2 separate regions of the Mus musculus genome follow, and region 1 is linked to region 2. A link is a contact called in public HiChIP or PLAC-seq data. All regions are on one chromosome and are shown on one strand. The core of a region is the stretch at or near the end of the contact, and the rest is flanking DNA. Distances in the headings are between cores, read along the strand shown.

Region 1 (5,238 bases), core at 1,772-4,271, 98 kb after region 2:
AAGAGACACATTGAAATCTCATTATACTACAACTTATTACAGACCAAAACCATGATCACTGAACACATGCGTGTGAGAAAGCTCAAAATCATAGAGCTGGGGCAGCGCATAGTTAAAGTACTCCCTTTAACCCCAGCACTCAGGAGCAGAGGCAGGCAGAGAACTCTGTGAGTTTAAGGCCACCCTGATCTACAGGACAAATCCAAGCAAACTAGCCAGGGCTACATTGTCAGAGCCTGTCTTTGTCTTTAAAAAAAAAAAAAAAAAAAAAAAAAAAAGGATATATTTGGTTCATAAATGTGTCCTCCAGCAGCAGCTGATAAAAGGCATGCTCTATATTTACGTCTAGAAGTGCAGACAGCACCAGAAAAATCACGAGCCAATCCAAGCATACATTTGTAAATGTGTACATAAAATGTCTTGTACACATACATATTTATATGCAGAAGACCTTATAAGCACTTGAATGTTCTGCTAGGATATCCTTCCTCATTCTCTCAAGTCAATGACATATTCTGGGGCCAGGGAGATGACTTAGTGAGTAAAGGCTCTTCTCACAAGCTCCAGGGGTTGAGTCCATTCCTACGACTCGTATGGTGTAAGGATAAAACTGACTCCTGATAGTGTCCCCTGACTTCCAAGCTTGTATTGTGGCATCTACATAGACTTAGTCTCTCCCTCTTTCTCTCCCTCTCCCTTCTCCTCTTCCTCTCTCCTCTTCCTCTCCAACCAGCCCCTACAATCTTAAAAATAAAATCTATTACATATTTTTATAATTATATGTAAGCAATATAAGAGCAATGTAGTTCTAAATGCAAAGCTATTAAGACAGAGTTGTTTTAGGAAAAACAAAACAAAACAAAAAACCCTTCTATCAATAATAGCTTAGAGTACTATTCAAACACCTTCAATGGCAAATGGAAGAACTCTGTTATTCTTGCCATGGTCAGAATCTATTTCATTTACATATGTGCGTGCATGTGCACACACACACACACACACACACACACACACACACACACACACTGCTACTTGCTGAATGATGACTGCACTGAAACATTAAGAGACAACAAAGCCCTGTTATCTTAACGTGTCCCATTCAAGGGTTTTTCGATTGTGCTGCACGCAGCGCCTTAACACTGCTTATGAAAAATATATTGCTATTTTAAGTCACCCTATTAAAAAGCACATCTATAGAGCTAATGTTGGCGAATTATAACCTGACAAGCCTGTGAGAGTGCTGTCAGCACAGTCGACTTAAATAACACATCTCACTTGGCCCCTTTTGTCTCAGCCCCCTCGGCTGCACACCTTACATGGAAGAGGACACAGCCATTCAGACAAGCATAAGAATCTGTCTCCTGGACCAGAATCCCCAGCAATGATCACTGCACTTGGCCTGAGTAAGACACTGGGGCATTCTTCTTGACTTTATAAAGCAGAGCTAACACTGCTCTTTTTGTGTTGGATAATTGTGCAGGAGAGAGGGAAGATGCAGAGAGTCTGGCAGAATGCAGAGAAGACAGAAGGGAGAAAATGGCCAGTAAAGATGTGCTTTTGTTATATATATATATTATATGTGTTATATGTGTTGTGTTAGGTGTTATATGTTATATTGCAATACATTACAGAAAAATAATATATTTCTGTAATGGCTACTTCCACACCTTACTCCACCTCCAGTGCTAGAAATTCATCCCAGGGCCCTGTGGATGCTAAACAGTCCACCACTGAGCTACAGTCCCAGCCTGTTATAGTGCTTTAAGGTAAAAGGCATAAAGACCAGAGAGTGCCGAACAGGAGTGTCAGCTTTGTGGCAATTGACAAATCTGGCTAGAGAGTCAAAAACGTGTGCTTACTGAGTGACGTGACTCGTATAAAGGCCTTTCTGTATGTGCAATATTTAGTTTAAAAAAAAATTGCAAGTGTTTCCCTGTGAGCGATGATAAGAGATGAAGTATCATTCATTACCAGCCGGGGGGCTGAGGTTGGATGGTGTAAGCGGAATCTTCTTCCTGCTACTTCCCAAGTCCATGACCTTGGGCAATCTACTAACCCAGTGACCTTCTCTGAAAGTGGTGATAATGAGGAGTGTGTAGGTTTACCATGAGGATTAAGTGATTAGTAGGGTGACTAACTCCTCCTAAATCCCTTGGCATGCTGGCTGGCTGGCATTATTAGAAACAAAAAATAAAAACAAAAAATTAAAAAAACAAAACAAAACAAAACAAAAAAAAACCACCGCCAAAAAAAAAAAAAAAACAAAAAACAAAAAACAAAAAACAAAAAACAAAAAACAAAAAAAAAAACCAGGCTCTCTGCACCAGGGCTTGGCTCCAGCATATGAGCTTCTACACTTCTCCCTGTGTTTTCAATTACAAATCCATAAAGCAAATATTTATGAACAATGTTTTCTTAAGTGAAAGTATCAACAATCAAGTTCTGCTCTTTCAAGTGTAATTCTAGATACACACCTTAAGAATAAGTCACATGACCAGAAGAGCCAAAGCTCACAGCTCCATAAAAAATGGGTGAAGAAAGCAAGCCAGCGCCTAGATGCACGGTCAAGGGGTCTCGCTAACGTTCACACCAGAGGTCTTGTCTAAGAGAACAGAATTACGTCATAGGACGGCATATAAGTCTAACATAAAGTATGATGAGGACTACTAAATAAGACACGGTGGGGGCACAGGTGCAATCCCAGCACATGGGAGACTGAGGCAGGACTATTATATCAAAATAAAACAAACAAAACCATCTATTTGCCTATCAATTCAGAGTTTGCAGAAATACACTGACGTCCAATGTCACACACCTGGACTAAGTGATGAATTGAAATTTTCACTTATCACTTTGTGGTAGTTTGAAAGAGAAGCGCCCCCTATAGAGCACCTGGGTCCTTATCAGTGATGCTGTTCAGAGAGCATGTGGAACCTTTAGTAGGCGGAACCTCACTGAGAAGGTATGTCTGTCCGTAGGGGGAAGGCTTTGAAGGTTCATAGGTTCAGCCCACTTCCGGCTTCCTCTCTCTGTTTCTTGTGCGTGAATGGACATGTGATCACCCCGCATCCTGCACCATGCCAGACCCTCACTACCATTGTGAGTCCTGCCCTTTTGGAACTGTAAGCTAAATGAACCTTTTCTTTCTTCAGTTGCTTTGTCCTAGGGATTTTTTGTTGTTGTTTTTTTGATTAATGGATTTTTGTTTTGCTTTTCTCACAGCTATGAAAAAATGACTAATACACTCGTGTTAAAAGCTGCCCCTTAAGTAACACAGGAAAAGAAATTAAAGATTGATTTGTTTGAAACTATAAGTCACACGACCTATGTAGGACTCAGTCAGCAGTTACAAGGAATCATACAATAAGATCGAATGTCAATAAAGTTGAACAAAGAGATGCTTAGAAACTCTTCTGAGTTGAAACGTCATGAATGGAAAAACTACCTAAATAATCGCAGTTAGCATGGCCACGTCTGTCTCGAGATTTCCCCTCTCTGTCAATCAAACAAACGAACGCAAAGCCGGTGACCAAAGCAACTTAAGGAAGAAAAGTTTAATTTAGCTCACAGTTCCACAAGGAACTGTAAATAAACTGATCCAAGTTAGTCCTTGGTGATTAATTTCAATTACTACAAGGCACGTTCAAGCCGTGGCTCTTAAGTTTAATGTTTATCCTATTAACTCACGATACTAATTCATAATACCAATAATATGAAAAAGTGCATATCTAATTTTTTTCAGATCCAGAGATGCAAGCATAAGGCTTTTTTTTTTTCTTTTTCTGTCTTAATCCCTAACCTCTAGGTTTGAGACTTAGCCCAGTGGCAGACTGCTTGCCTGGTATCACTGAACCCCAGAACCATCAAATAAATAAACACATAAATCTTCATCTCCCTTCCCTTTGCTTGTGAGGCATTAATTATTAGCTTAATGCAACAACAGTTCTGGGAAAAAGAAATCAACCTTAAAACAAGACTCCTCCAGGGATACAAAGAAACCACTCCAACAACAACAACAACAAAAATGCCAGAAAGCAATTACATTCCCATGATACATTAATTTAAAGCTGATGGCCAACTAAATATTTTGAATTCTCTAACTATGGAACTGGCCAAAACTGGGCATATTTCATGCAATGCTAAATACAAATAAACCCAAAGGAAAGTCCAAGTTGAAGGATTAAGTTACGTGTCTACGCTGAGGTCACACTGCGTTTGAGTCTGACATATGTCCCAAGCCTAAATCCCATTCCCAGAAGACCACAAACTCCTAATCTACCACTGTCTAAATTGAAAGAACTCACCAGTATCTCCTGCCAATCACTACAGCCCCAAAATGCCATTAGCAAAGGTGAGTTGTGAGTGGAAAATCCAAAGACATAAAGATTTCAAAGTCCCTAAAACTCTCAGTGAAAGAGAAAAGCTTGGAGCAAAACCATTGCTCCTCCCTAGAGAGGACTGGAAAGAATGGCTCATCAAGTGAGATGCTGGCCTGGCAAGTGTGAGCACAGGAGTCTGGCCCCTCCAGAACCCCACATTAAAAAAGAAAAGAAAAGAAAAGAAAAGAAAAGAAAAGGAGGGGAGGGGAGGGGAGGGGAGGGGAGGGGAGGGGAGGGGAGGGGAGGGGAGGGGAGAGGAGAGGAGAGGAGAGGAGAGGAGAGGAGAGGAGAGGAGAGGAGAGAAGAGAAGAGAAGAGAAGAGAAGAGAAGAGAAGAGAAGAGAAGAGAAGAGAAGAGAAGAGAAGAGAAGAGAAGAGAAAAGTTGAGTATTGTGCTTGCTTGTAACCTCAGTGCTGGAGACAAGTGCTCTTGGGGCAGCCAGTCTACTCTTCTTGGAGAGTTTTGGGTCAGTGAGAGACCGTGTCTCAAAACCAAGAAAAGTCAAGAATAAAAGGGGAAAATCTAGGTGTGTCTGCCTCATGCCTATTACCCCAGCACTCGGGAGGCAGAACGAGGAGACTTGCCAACAGTTTGAGGGCAGCCTGGACTATATGTTGAGATTGTTGCAAAATGTTTGATTTGCTTTCCTTCACGAACGCATGCACGCACATACGCATGCATGCACACATACTCCATTAGTTGACAGTCAAACAGCACTCAGGGAAAGAAATTACACACAGACACCCCTGCACCACAGAGAGCCAATGTGATGTTATTTAAATATCATGAACCATTTCCCTAACCATGCACAGATGTGCTATTGCCAACTGCCCAGTTCAGAAACTTCACTCTATTTTTA
Region 2 (5,106 bases), core at 712-3,211:
AAGTAAGGATGCAGAAAATGTCTGCTATCAAGAGCTCAGCACAATACGTAATAAAAATGTCCAGGGCTTCTTTGACCACTAGCATTCACGCTGCTGGTCTGTCACTTGGGTTGAAGTTTCCATTGGTCTCCACCACTTATCATTAAATTCTAGAGACACGGGCCTATTCTAATGTACTGCCCAGAAAAGGAGGCCAGCAAGAAGTGTGTGAGACTCACTGGCTGAGTCTCAGAGAGTTTCACCTCAAGCTCTGCAGCTGATGACAGATCTCATTCAGATGTGCAGAACTCCTGGGAAAAACACAATATAACAGGGCTGATTCTTTATGCGGGACCTTGACAAGATAAACGACTGTGCCTGGATCTGCAAGAGAAGTCACTCAATGGGACTTCAGAGTGCAGGAGACAACTGACTATGCCTCTGGGCTTCCAGAAACACCTGAAACACAGAAGCAGATGTGGAACGGACGGGAAGCAGGAAAACCAATCACACCCAGAGGACAGAGTCAGAGTGGAGGCTGCTGCTCTGGGGAAGGAGTAGGGACACAGTTATGGATGGGAAATATGGCTCCTAGGGAAGTGTTTTCAAGATGCAAGCCAATTCACCTGAACTTAGACTGGTCTTCCCCTGTGAAAGTCACTGATCACAGGAAGAAACCATCGCCTGCATGGTTTCCTAGCACTTGGGATTACGGGCATGTGCCAATGCGCCTGGCTTTTTAAAGGGTGTTGGGAATCTGACTCACATCTTCACGCTTGCCTGGCAAACAGTTTTCCGTCTCACCCACATCACCAGTCCTACCTTGGGATCTAGGCCACCCTCAGCATCAACGTGGTCCCACTTTCAGCAGCGTTTACTCCCTGATTCCATCACCCGAATGAGTCCGCTCTCTTCTGCCTGAGACACACAGAATTTCCTTTCTTGAAGGGAAGGAATCCTCGGAGCATCACCTGGAGACAACAGCCTTCCTCTTATGAGGAAGGGCACAGATTCCAGAGAAATGAGTAGCTTTCCCAAACTCACGACCATAGAAGCGAAGCAGGAACTGAAAGCCACACCGTTAACCAGCTCCTGCCGCCCACACAGTCAGGTTTCCCACTCTCTGCTGTCTTGTCTTCCCTGTTTCTCTCATTTCCCAACCCTGTAGGGCTTCTAAGTCATGGAGAAGTGTTTTGTTGCCAAGCAGGCCACTGGGGCAGACTTACCTGGGGTGGACAAAGCATGCGACCAATTCTGTTGGCAGTCATCCTGTTTTGCATCTCTCTCTCTCTCTCTCTCTCTCTCTCTCACTCACTCACTCACACACACACACACACACATGGGCATAGTTCATGCATATTTACCATCAGGAAAAGATTCGGTCTTCTGGGCCTATTGAAGAGACCTGAGTGGTCTTCCCAGGCAATAAAATTATTGCAAAATCCCTACAGGTAGCCAACAGAACCTTTAATTGGCTGACACATGCCACCACTGATTCATTCTGCACCTTTTTACAGGCAAGTGCTTGATTCCATCTTTTTGAAAACAGGTTTATACTTTCAAAGTATTTCCTCTCCCAGTGTTGCCCCTGCCGGAAATGTTACTTTTTGATTATTGGACGCAATAAAACAAATAGCCTACATTAAATTATCTTTTCTTCCAAACACCAGACTAGGAACTTAAGGAACTCAGGAAAAAAGAAAAAAAGGAAGAAACCAATTCCGCACACTAGAAATCAGCAACTCTTCAACAAATCAGTCACCAGCAACAAGTGACTGCCTAGCAGGAGAACCCACATTCAAGTTTCCATGCTGAAAGACAGAGAAATCGTCTCACGCAGTAGCAACGAAATTAATTTTTCTTGAGGAGGGGTGGGACAAGCTAAGGAGCTAGCCAGTTCGATTTTGCTCAGTTCCTAAGCGAGCCTGCCAGGCTATACCCGACTCGAACTGAGAGGAAAGTCAGATGGGGGAATTCCCTTGAAAATATGAGTCACAAATATGATTCACAGGCTTGGAAAATTCAGAGCACAATCACTACAAGTTAAATAAACCCAACCGTGTTATTTGCTAAGTACCTAAGATACGTGCTTCCTTGTAAACACCTAGTGGAGGGAGACTCACACAGCCCTTTCATTTTCCTATTTTGCAGGCTGGCAAAAAAAAAAAAAAATTCTTTTTTCTAAGTTTCACAAACTAGTATAAAAGAAAGTTGAATGTATTTCATTAGCATATGCGTGGGCACAGCTTATGCAAATCTATCATCAGGGAAGGATTCAGTCAACCAGGCCTGAAACCTATGGAAGGGAGGCAAGGGGTTGAAGAGTGCCAGGTAGAGGTAGTCTTTGGAAGCAACAGCTTACAAAATTATCATAAGAAGCAGTCAAAGGGTTTCTGAAGGGCCTGTGCAAGGATTTGGAAGCAGAGAAACCCTAGCTTCAAGATTCTGCTCTGCCCACGTCTCAAAGGTACAGATCCCCATGATGGTCAAGATCCATCATGTCCTGACTGTCTCCTCACCACTTAGTTACCGTAAATTCTTTAGGACACATTTTTGTTGACCTCAAGTGGTCAAGTAGAAATATTAACATGCAGTTTTAGCTAAACTGTTAACAAGAAAAATCTATTCTTCCCGTGCCATCTGTACACAGCAAAGTGCCATTTGTGGAAACCCGTCTTTGGGGTCCTTGGAGAGTACGTTGGATTAGCGCTGTGGTACACCTAAGGTTGGTGGCCACGATGAGAAGCAGAAGTGATAGGAAGGCACCCAGAAGCCATGAAGTTGGTTCATGTAGAGGAGCAAGCCCTCTGCTACACTCCACGGTTCTGTTCCTGCACCTTTGTCTAACACCTGGAATCCAACCTGGTTAGAGCAGCAGTGTGGGTCACTGCCCCTTTGGGGTCACGTATCAGGTCTTTACATTATGATTTGTAGGAGTACCAAATTATAGTAATAAAGTAGCAATGAAATAATTTTATGGTTGGGAGGGTGTTCACCATAACATTAGGAACTGTGTGGAAGGGTTACAGTATTGGGAAGCTTGAGAACCACTCAAACATTATGTTCCTGTAGTGGTGAGGATCAAACCCAGGACCTTGTGAAACCTAAGCAGGTGCTCTACCACTGAGCTATGTTCCTAGCTTTTCAACACATCTCAGTAGTGACAAAGAAGAAAAAGAAGAAGGAGGAGAAGAAGAAGAAGAAGAAGAAGAAGAAGAAGAAGAAGAAGAAGAAGAAGAAGAAGAAGAAGAAGAAGGAGGAGGAGGAGGAGGAGGAGGAGGAGGAGGAGGAGGAGGAGGAGGAGGAGGAGGAGGAGGAGGAGGAAGAGGAAGAGGAGAAGGAGGAGGAGGAGGAGCAGGAGGAAGAAGAGGAGGAGGAGGAAGAGGGGGAAGGAGGGGAGGAGGAGAAAGAGAAGAAGGTAGAGAGAGGGAGGTAGAGGAGGAAGAGGAAGAGGGAGGGGGAGGGAGGGGAAGAGGAGAAAGAGAAGAAGGAAGAGGGAGGGAGGGGAAGAGGAAGAAGAAGAAGGAGAAAGAAAAGGGAGAAGAAAAGAAGAAGGAGGAGGAGAAGGAGGAGGAAAAAGAGGAAGAAGACGAGGAAGAGGATGAGGAGGAAGAGGAGGAGAACTCATGCATGGCTGGGCAGTGGTGGCGCATGCCTTTAATCCCAGCACTTGGGAGTCAGAGGCAGGTGGATTTCTGAGTTTGAGGCCAGCCTGGTTTACAGAGTGAGTTACAGGACAGCCAGGGCTACACAGAAAAACCCTGTCTTGAAAAACCAAAAATAAATAAATAAATAAATAAATAAATAAATAAATAAATAAATAAATAAATGAAGAAGAGGATGAGGAAGAAGAGGAGGAAGGAAGAAGAAAAAAAGGAGAAGAAAAAGAAGGAGGAGGAGAAGGAAAAGAAGATGATCTCTAAGTACTCCAACTTCAAATCAGACAGGATTCTTTTATTAGAGGGACAGCATACATGTCAAAGACACTTGGAAAATCACAAGCTGAGGGCTGTCAAGTTGAAGCTCTGCCTTGTTGTTGCAGAAAGTCATTCCAATCTTCTCTCCTTTCAGGAAGTAGATGAGAGCCCTCTGGAATCCTTTCCTGAGGGGTCTTAGAGCTTCGGTGTAAGGGAAGTTCAGTTTCCACCAGTAACTGCCCTCACAGACATCTGAAAATAACACATTCATTCTGACAGTGACTCACACCACTTTTAATTATGGCTCATCAAAGATGTAAATAAAAAAACAGTGTTCACCTCTACTATTGATGCACTAGCAGGGAGGAATACTTCCGCTTTGAGTCACATCAGCACCAGTGGGGCAGGCTGTGATTCACCCATTTCCAAGGGTCACATCATGGGTCACTGCTCATGGCTGGACAGAGGTAGGTCGGCAGAGTGGTTAGAAAATGAACGCAGAAGAGAGTAACTACGAGTCACAGGGAAGATGGTATCTGAAGAACGGGGGCCACTTTTCTAGCAGGCGTTACAGAAGCACGAGTCTGCTCAGAGAGAACTACAAAGAATTCAGGCCAAATAGGGGCTAAAAAATGAGAGGAAATCGGAGCCAACGATGAACAGGAAGGAACATGAAACTGTGTGGTGGCGTTTTCTTGAGCTAACAAGGAGAAATGCTGAGGTGCTTCCTTCTCCAAGATTCTAATAGAGCCTGGCTTCTGAAATTAGAATGAGATTCATAATGTATTAGTAATTATTTATATAGTCAAGTACTGACAGCATATGCTCTATAAAATAAAACCGTATTTCAAATGCTGCATTAAAAGCACCGTAGTAAACGAGTGAGCTGAAAGTCAGGCATAGTGGCCTATGGCTATAATCTTAGCCCTCAAGAAGTAGAGACAAGAGAACCTGAGTTCAAGACCAGCCTGACATATACTGTGAGTTCTAGGCTTGCTTAAGATACGCCACGTGACCCTGGATTTAAAACAACACAAACAAAACCAATAACAACAAGTTAGGAGCCAGACCAAAAAAAAGGGTGGGGGGGACCATATGTGGTATGATTTTGAATGGTATCTTTTAAAAATCAAATGCATAGAGACAGAAAGTTGAATAGAGAAGCCAGGTATGTTAACCATACCATTAATCCCAGCCCCCTGGAGGCAGA

Evidence for each region. HiChIP or PLAC-seq counts read pairs in DNA pulled down with a chosen protein or histone mark.
Region 1: a contact with region 2 is called in an H3K27ac HiChIP or PLAC-seq map of regulatory T cells, with 4 times the contacts expected there. The contact joins two enhancer-like sites. A contact is called at or near these places in 1 of 15 datasets of contacts at CTCF or cohesin (the G1E-ER4 cell line), 16 of 484 Hi-C or Micro-C datasets (B cells, the C2C12 cell line, CD4 T cells and 11 more), 11 of 115 datasets of contacts at active chromatin or transcription factors (CD8 T cells, the HPC-7 cell line, Th17 cells and 8 more) and 1 of 9 other capture datasets (embryonic stem cells).

Annotation. Positions count from the first base shown.
Region 1 is chr13:45,933,015-45,938,252 of GRCm38.p6, forward strand. All of the region lies in intron 2 of Atxn1 (ataxin 1), which reads right to left. Among named protein-coding and RNA genes, the nearest start is that of Atxn1, 29 kb to the right of the region's middle. Within about 2 kb of position 3,022, at least 18 of the 459 cell types and tissues checked have an H3K27ac peak or open chromatin away from gene starts, as enhancers often do. A contact at or near this core is called in regulatory T cells, where this site is marked.
Region 2 is chr13:45,835,785-45,840,890 of GRCm38.p6, forward strand. All of the region lies in intron 3 of Atxn1 (ataxin 1), which reads right to left. Among named protein-coding and RNA genes, the nearest start is that of Atxn1, 130 kb to the right of the region's middle. Within about 2 kb of position 1,962, at least 46 of the 459 cell types and tissues checked have an H3K27ac peak or open chromatin away from gene starts, as enhancers often do. A contact at or near this core is called in regulatory T cells, where this site is marked.